Linked DNA regions of Cricetulus griseus: region 1 is linked to region 2. The links are chromatin contacts, called in public Hi-C maps. All regions are on one chromosome and are shown on one strand. The core of a region is the stretch at or near the end of the contact, and the rest is flanking DNA. Distances in the headings are between cores, read along the strand shown.

Region 1 (3,757 bases), core at 875-3,374, 36 kb before region 2:
ACCTAACATTCCCACTGCCACAGGCAGAAGCTGTTCCCACTAATGTGTCTTCCCCACCATGATGGTCTATATGCTCTCAAACTATGAGACAAAACAACAAAAACCCTTCTATAAGCTACTATTTGTCAGGTATTTGGTTCTAGCCACAAGAAAATAACCCATACAGATAGCAATACTTACCAAGCACTTAGTGTGTGAGTCCCTTCACATGTGTTACCCTTTCTGACAAGTATCTATTCCTGACAAAAACACACCAGGATGTGAACCGTCAATTTCTCTGTTTGACAGAATGACAAATCCCAAAGATGTTCATTCTTTATTGTTCAAGCTGTGGATGTCAGCAAAAATGACAAAGGGGCCTTGCAGATGTTCGAGGTCTTAAGAGGGGAGTGAATTCTAGACTATCCAGGTGGACCCAATCTTATCACACAAGTCCTGAAAAACCAGAGCCTTTCCCTGCTGCACTCAGAGGGACAAATGCCTGGGGCTTGTCTAGTTCTCACTGATTTTGGAAGAGGAGGAAGAGCCTACGGCCAAAAATGCAGCTGGCCTTTAGAAACCAGCAGGGACAATGACTGGAGAATCCAGAAGGACATCCTCTACAGATATCTTGATTTTTATCTTAGTTCTGGGGATGGAACACAAGTATTTACACATGCTAGGCAAGTGCTACGCCATTGAACTATATCTGATTTTATTCAGCAATACATTTTGGGCTTCTGATACCCTGGGCTATAAGAGAACACATTGTGTTGTTTAAGCCATTCAGTTTGTGGTCCTGTTTTTTTTTTTTTTTTTTTTTTTTTTTTTTTTTTTTTTTATAGGAGCAGAGGACAACACTCCATTCTCTCTATAGTGAGGGGTGAGGGTGAAGACTGAGAGGGGTCCAAGCAGAAGTGCAGGAGGTATGGGGGCTCACCTTGAGCCAGCCGTCTCACAGCACGGACTGTCCCACACAGAGTGCTGGGCCCTTGAGACTTGTCTGCAAGCACAGCCTCTGCCATCACAGCTCCAGCTCACCACAGTCACATCTGCCTTCCACAGCTCTTGCAACACCACCTCGTTCCACCCTTACAGCGGTCCACTGAAATAGGAACCTACCCTCATTTGTAGATGGAGACCTGACGACCCAAGAGCTCCTGCATCCAACTCTAGACTCCGGTTCTTCCTTACCTCATTGAAGAGGGGTCCTAGAATACTTGGAGCAGAGATTTAGGGTACCACCACCCCATTAATGTAGGAGTTAGGAGTCTCAGGTCCTCTGGTCAAGTTTTAGCAAATTTTTCAGGGCTGAGCTACACTACAGAAAAACATGTTGGGCCAATAACAACCGATAAACTGACACTATGTCATCCAATCTGGCTTCCCGAATCCAGAGGCTCTCCAAGTTCTGAGGGTAAGCCTTTCCTGCTACTGAGGGCACACAGGGAGAATGTCACTAGGGCTCACACTCTAGGCCTGCACCCTCAGATTTTCCTGTCACCTTGTAGACTGTCGCTCCCCACCCCATTGTCCCATTGTCCTCTGTGAGGGCTACACTACAAGATCAAGACAGCTTAATCAGGGCCCAGGCCACCCCTAAATCTCACAACCCTCTATCCTGGCAAGACTTGTTTGCTAAGCATGCTCCCCCACGGGACCTCGCTGACCTAGCCCTCACCCTGAGCTGTTGTTAACCTCATTTCAAAAGAGGAGACTGATGCTAAGACAGATTTCAAACTGCTTTCACCATCATTGGGGACTTGGACCAAGGCACTGACCTCAGAATCCATCTACCTTTCTGCTGCTTTGACTATATGCCTGTTGACAAACACTAGAGACAGAACCTACCCCGCCCCAGAGCATCTGCTCACCTCCATCACCCCCCCAGGCCAGGAAACACTAAGAGCAAGCTGAGAACCCCATCCCAGCTGAAACAGAAAGAGAAAGCTACCTTCTGCTTTCACACATTACCAAAATGACCTATGTAAGATTATACCCTCAGCTACACTCAGAGGAGCCTGAGAACTCTGAGAGTATGATGTATAGCACTCCCTCAGTTCTCCAGCCCTATCCAGCTGAGAGGCAGCTGTGTCCCAGACCAGGGACCACTACTAAGCCACACCTGGCTGGCTAACTCCATGCAGTCCAGGCCTCAAGCCTTAGGCAGCCCAGCTGCCGAGGAGTGGCTGTGATGGGGGAGTGAGTCATGGGGCCTGGAATCCCAACTTTTCCAGGACTTCATTCCTCCCAGCCAACTCTACATCTGCCCTCCAGATGTCTGCACTTCAGAAACACCCTCTGTCCACAAGGACCCAAGTTCTGGGGTACACTTAACCTTAGGGAAACACCCTGGGAGCTACTAGGTACCTCCATAAGCAGGGGCCACTCAGTCATTCTTACATGTCACTGGTCACACTCAGTGTGTGGTTTTCCACAGAACTGTGCTTATTGACTAAGGCATAGGAAGCTGCTGGAGGAAATACAGCCCCTACCTGCAGAGATCTCCCAATCTGGTGACCAAGACACTGCCACTCTGAGACAAGTGGGGACCACACCCCTAGACCTCAAGTCAGCAACTGTGGAAGAGTCAGGGCTGCAGTAGGACCATCTCTATCCCCGGAGAACTTCCAAAGTCTAGAGATAAAGGAATCAGAAGAAAAGCTTGGGAACAAAGGTGGAAGAGAAATAAGTCTATTTTTCTATAATGCCTACTATATGCCAGTCTCATATATGTTCAGTCTTCATAGCGCTCGAAGTCCTCTCATTCAGTCACAGCTAGTAAGAGCAGACCCTTGATGGAAAGTCAGGTGGGACCACACCCTGCCTCTGGGTGGCCCTGTGACTGCACATTTATCTCTTCCTGTGTTATCATCTAGACTAGGAGCCAGTTCATCTTCCCATCCATATCCTCTAATATTAAATATCGCTACATCTAGGACAGTGCCCTGACCATATTCCACAGCAACCAGATGGTCTGTCCACGTAAAGACAAGAGAAGGATCCTAGAAGAGCTCTCATCTTTCTGCTAGAGGAGCCCTCACAGTGTAAGGGCAAGCTGTGGTCTGGGCAGGGCTGTTGGGGGGTCCCTGGGAGAGAAGGCTCAGGATAATGAAAAGGCCCCAGCCCAATGTCTCGGTAAAGCTGTGGCTTAGGGTCTCTAGAAAAAGCAATGGTTGGAGGCACACAATAGGGGAGCCTGTAGGGGTGGGGTGGGGTACAAGGGGGTGCTGCAGAGCCCCTTGAGCCCACTGCCTGCTCTGTAGCACCTGGCCTAGAAAGCAGCTTGGCCTGTCCATCACTGTAGCAGAGCCGGGGAGACCCAGCTTATGGCATAGATCCACAGACCCCAAAGTGTTTGCAGTTCCTCCATTCCCAAGAGGTCTGCAGAGAGGGAAAGAGAAATACAGACACATGGTCACAGATACGGGTTTATAGAGACAGCAGTTTCTAAGGGAACAGCAGCTTGGGACTTGAAGCAATAGGAGATGGGATTTCACTAAATGGTTGCCTCTCCAGCCATGCTATGGCCAAGGACTCTGGCAGTGAACCAGGGTCCTGTGTTTATCCCTGTTCCTCCTGTACTTCCTCCAAATTGCCCCAGATGCAGGAGTCCTGTTAGTCATTAGCCAAGGAAGTCCAAGGCTAAGTCAATAATGATTTGGGACGGGTTTTGTCCATCTACAATGGACAAGTTAGTATGGCCACACAGGAAGGTTGTATTGATGAAGAAAAAGCTGGCTGTGACTTCGGGTCCCAATAACCACAAGAAAAAAAG
Region 2 (3,847 bases), core at 539-3,038:
CAAGGCTAGAAGAGGGATTTGGGCCTAACAACATGCATATGGTTAAGGCATTGCCACCTACTTCCTGGCATCTAATCACTGTTTTTAAGCAGAATGTTGTATACATAATAAATAAATAAATAAATAAATAAAATCTTTAAAAAAACTTTGCTGTGAAATTTAGGAACTAAAACATTGCAGATACGGTTTATGCTCCCTTTCCATTGCCTTTCTTTCTCAGTCCACAGAGTAAACGGCATTTTGAATTTGCTGTTAATCATTGCCATCCTCGTTCATAATTTTACCCCACTGTATGCTGCACATCTTAACTGGTAAATTCTACAGCTTTTCTTCCTGGCTCAGCATTATACTGTAAGGTTCATCCATGTTGATGCAGTTAAATTCAGTTTATTAATTTCTACTGTTTTTGATATCCCATTGTTCTACAATTCATCAATCTTATTGTATACAGGGGTTTTTTTTGTTATTTTAAATGGTTGCTATGAAAATTTTATCTTTCCTTCCTTGAGATTGATCCTGAGTTTGAACCTTGGGACCTTACACATGCTAAACAAGCACTCTATCATTGAGCTATATCCCCAGCCTTGGAAATTCTTACATGCTTCTTGTGGTATACATTTGTATTCTTTATTAGTCAATCCAGGAGTGAATTACAGTCATAAAGTCTGGACACTTTCACTTGGCCACATCTTTGCCAACACTTGTCATTGTCACCATTCCCCTTTTTTATATCCATGTTGTTAAGGGACCACATAGCATCAGATTTCACTATATTAGCAAAGTGGATAATTGCTCATAAGTTTATTCTTCAGTGGGGAGTTGGTGGCACACGCCTTTAATCCCAGCACTCGGGAGGCAGAGGCAGGCGGATCTCTGTGAGTTCGAGGCCAGCCTGGTCTCCAGAGTGAGTGCCAGGATAGGCTCCAAAGCTATACAGAGAAACTCTGTCTCAAAAAACCAATAATAATAATAATAATAATAATAATAATAATAATAATGTTTATTCTTCAATAGGATCGACTTCTGTTTCTCATCTCTTAATCTTTCCCCGATTCTACTGTTGCCCCTTTCTTTTTGATTTGAAGAATTAAATGTTGCGACTAGTTATCTTTTTTCAAGTAAATACTTTCTGCTCATTTTTTTCCAAATTAGTGGCTCTGTCTCTTACAGCCATAATGGTTTTTATTGAGGTATAATATATATAATTCACTTGTTTAAGTGTATAATTTAATGATTTTTTAGAAATCAATTTAAAGAGTTGTGTAACTATTGCCACAGTCCAGTTTTAGAACATTTCCAACACCACAAAGCAATTCCTCCCACCCACTTGCAACCAATTCCAGTTCCCACCCATAGCCACAGACAACCACTAATTTGCTTTCTGTCTCACAATTTTGCTTTACTAGACATTTCACATAAATGAAATCATATAATATGAGGTCTTTTGCATCTGTCTCTTTCAGTTTGAATAATGTCTTTTAAGGTTTGTTCGGACCAAAGTGGTACTGCAGAGTAGTGCTCTCTCATGTGAACACAATACATGTCCTTTGTTTGCCAGGCAATGAGTGTCTGACTTCCGCTCTAGCTCACAAGGAATAGATCACAAGTGAGACATGGCAGCACAGGCTATAATCCCTACACTCAGGAGTCATAAACAGGAGGACTGCCATAAGTTTGAAGTCAGACTGGGCTACATAGCAAGACCCTGTTTAAAAGAAAAGAATAAAGAAGAAAAAAAAAGTGTGTGTGTGTGTGTGTGTGTGTGTGTGTGTGTGTGTGTAAGGGGGGAAGATGGGCAAAAGGCTACAAGCAATTACATTAGATATAAGCAGTATAAACATTTCATTAAAAAATAACTATTTTATTATCACCAAAAGTTCATTCAACCTCTAGCAGTATAAATACAAAGAAAATTATACAGCATACCATAGTACAATTGTTAGAACCAAGGACAGAGAAGTCTTACAAAGAACCATCAAAAAACAATAAAATTACATTACACACAGAAAGCCAAATGGGAAATAAAAATGATATTTTTCTTTCTTGCTTGGTTGCTTTCTCCCTTTGAAGCAGGGTCTCAATGTAGCCCAGGCTGGTCTCAGAGTCATAAATCTCTTGCCCCGGCCTCCTAAGAGATGGGCTTATGGGGGCTGGAGAAATAGCTCAGTGGTTAAGAGCATTGGCTGCTCTTCCAGCGGTCCTGAGTTCAATTGCCAGCACTCACGTGGCTCACAACCCTCTATAGTGAAATCTGGTGCCCTCTTCTGGTGTGTAGGATACATGCAGGCAGAACACTGTGTACATAATAAATAAATCAGACCCCGCTATAGCTCAGTTTTCAGTTCAGAAAGTCACTCCACAGTCTGATGACTCCAGCTCCAAAGTGAAAGTCAAGGTTCGGGTAAATGTCCATGGTATTTTCAGTGTGTCCAGGGCATCCTTAGTAGAAGTGTACAAGTCTGAGAAAAATGGAGACTGATCAGATTGCAAAGGAAGAAGAGAAGAAGCAAGTGGGCCAGGAGGAACCACGTGCTGAAGAGCAGCAGCCACAGACCCCAACAGACAACCAGGTGGAGTCTGAGGAAATGGAGACCTCTCAAGCTCGATCAAAAGATAAAAAGACGGAACAACCACCTCAAGCCAAGAAGGCGGAAGTGAAGACCAGCACCGTGGACCTGCCCCTTGAGAACCAGCTGCTGTGGCAGCTGGACCGAGAGATGTTTGGTCTGTATCCAGGGAATAAGGGTAAGCTGATCGTGCAGGATAAACTGGAGAAGGAACGGAATGGTGCCAAGAACGCCATGGGAGAATCTGTGCACGAGATGAGAGACAGACTTAGCGGTGAATATGAGAAATCTGTGAGTGAAGATGATCTTAATGGATTTTTTTACCTTAAAATCAGAAGATACTGAAAATTGGCAGATATACTGAAAATATGATGATGGAGAAGACCAACCAAAGCAAGTTTATGTAGACAAATTGGCCGAATTAAAAAATTTAGGTCAGCCTGGACACGGTTCCAGGAATCTGATGAAAGACCAAAGTTATTTGAAGAACTAGGGAAACAAATTCAACAAAGTGATCAGCTCTTTCAAAAAACAAGGAGGACCAGTGTGAGCACTTGGATGTTGCTGACATGGCGAAGGTAGAGAAGAGCACCAATGAAGCGATGGAATGGATGAATAGCAAGCTGAACCTGCAGTACAATCAGAGCCTGACGGTGGATCCAGTTGTCAAGACAAAGGAGATTGTCCAGGTACCCAGGCTGCGGAGCAGGGTGAAGACAAAGCTGTGCCTTCTGATGTAGACAAGAAGCTTCCTGAGATGGACATTGATAGACTCCAACACTTGTTTATATTAAAACAGACTATTATAAAATAAATAAATAAAATAAATCAATTTTTTTAAAAGAGAGAGTGGGGGGGGGAGGCATACGGGCATATGTCCGCATTCCCAGCATTCCCAGCATTGCCACAAAGACTTACTTTTAATTAGTGTTAGCATGATCTGTCTTTTCCCATCTTTTTCACGTTTTTAGTTATAAAGTTTATTTATTACAGGTAGCAGCAAATAATTGAGTATTACCTAAAATAAAACTCCAGCCAGGCACATACCTGCAATCCTAGTACTCAGGGGGTTAAAGCAGAGGATTCCAAGTTAAAAATAAACAAACAAAAAAACAATCCACATTAAAAAAAAAAAAAATCTGTCCTTAAATGCAACGTTTAGGGGGTTGGAGAGATGGCTTAGGGTTAAGAGCACTTGCTGTTCTTGCAAAGGACTTGGGCTAGGTTCCCAGCACCCACATGGCAGCTCAAAATTGCCTATAACTTCAGTTCCAGAGGAT

Evidence for each region. A called contact is a pair of places that touch in the nucleus more often than the background predicts.
Region 1: a contact with region 2 is called in a Hi-C map of fibroblasts, with 1.6 times the contacts expected there. The contact joins the enhancer-like site here to the promoter of LOC100764039 in region 2. A contact is called at or near these places in 3 of 8 Hi-C or Micro-C datasets (the CHL-YN cell line, the CHO-K1 cell line and fibroblasts).

The regions. Positions count from the first base shown.
Region 1 is chr5:53,590,703-53,594,459 of CriGri-PICRH-1.0, reverse strand. The region is part of intron 1 of Nav1 (neuron navigator 1); the gene reads right to left. Among named protein-coding and RNA genes, the nearest start is that of Nav1, 21 kb to the right of the region's middle. Within about 2 kb of position 2,124, at least 2 of the 6 cell types and tissues checked have open chromatin away from gene starts, as enhancers often do. A contact at or near this core is called in the CHO-K1 cell line and fibroblasts, where this site is marked.
Region 2 is chr5:53,554,538-53,558,384 of CriGri-PICRH-1.0, reverse strand. It overlaps LOC100764039 (heat shock 70 kDa protein 4-like), which reads left to right and starts at 1,788. Exons shown (of 1, transcript XM_035445569.1): 1 at 1,788-3,695. The coding sequence starts at 2,469. The coding sequence ends at 2,912. It overlaps LOC113835964 (a small nuclear RNA gene), which reads left to right; the gene lies at 1-87.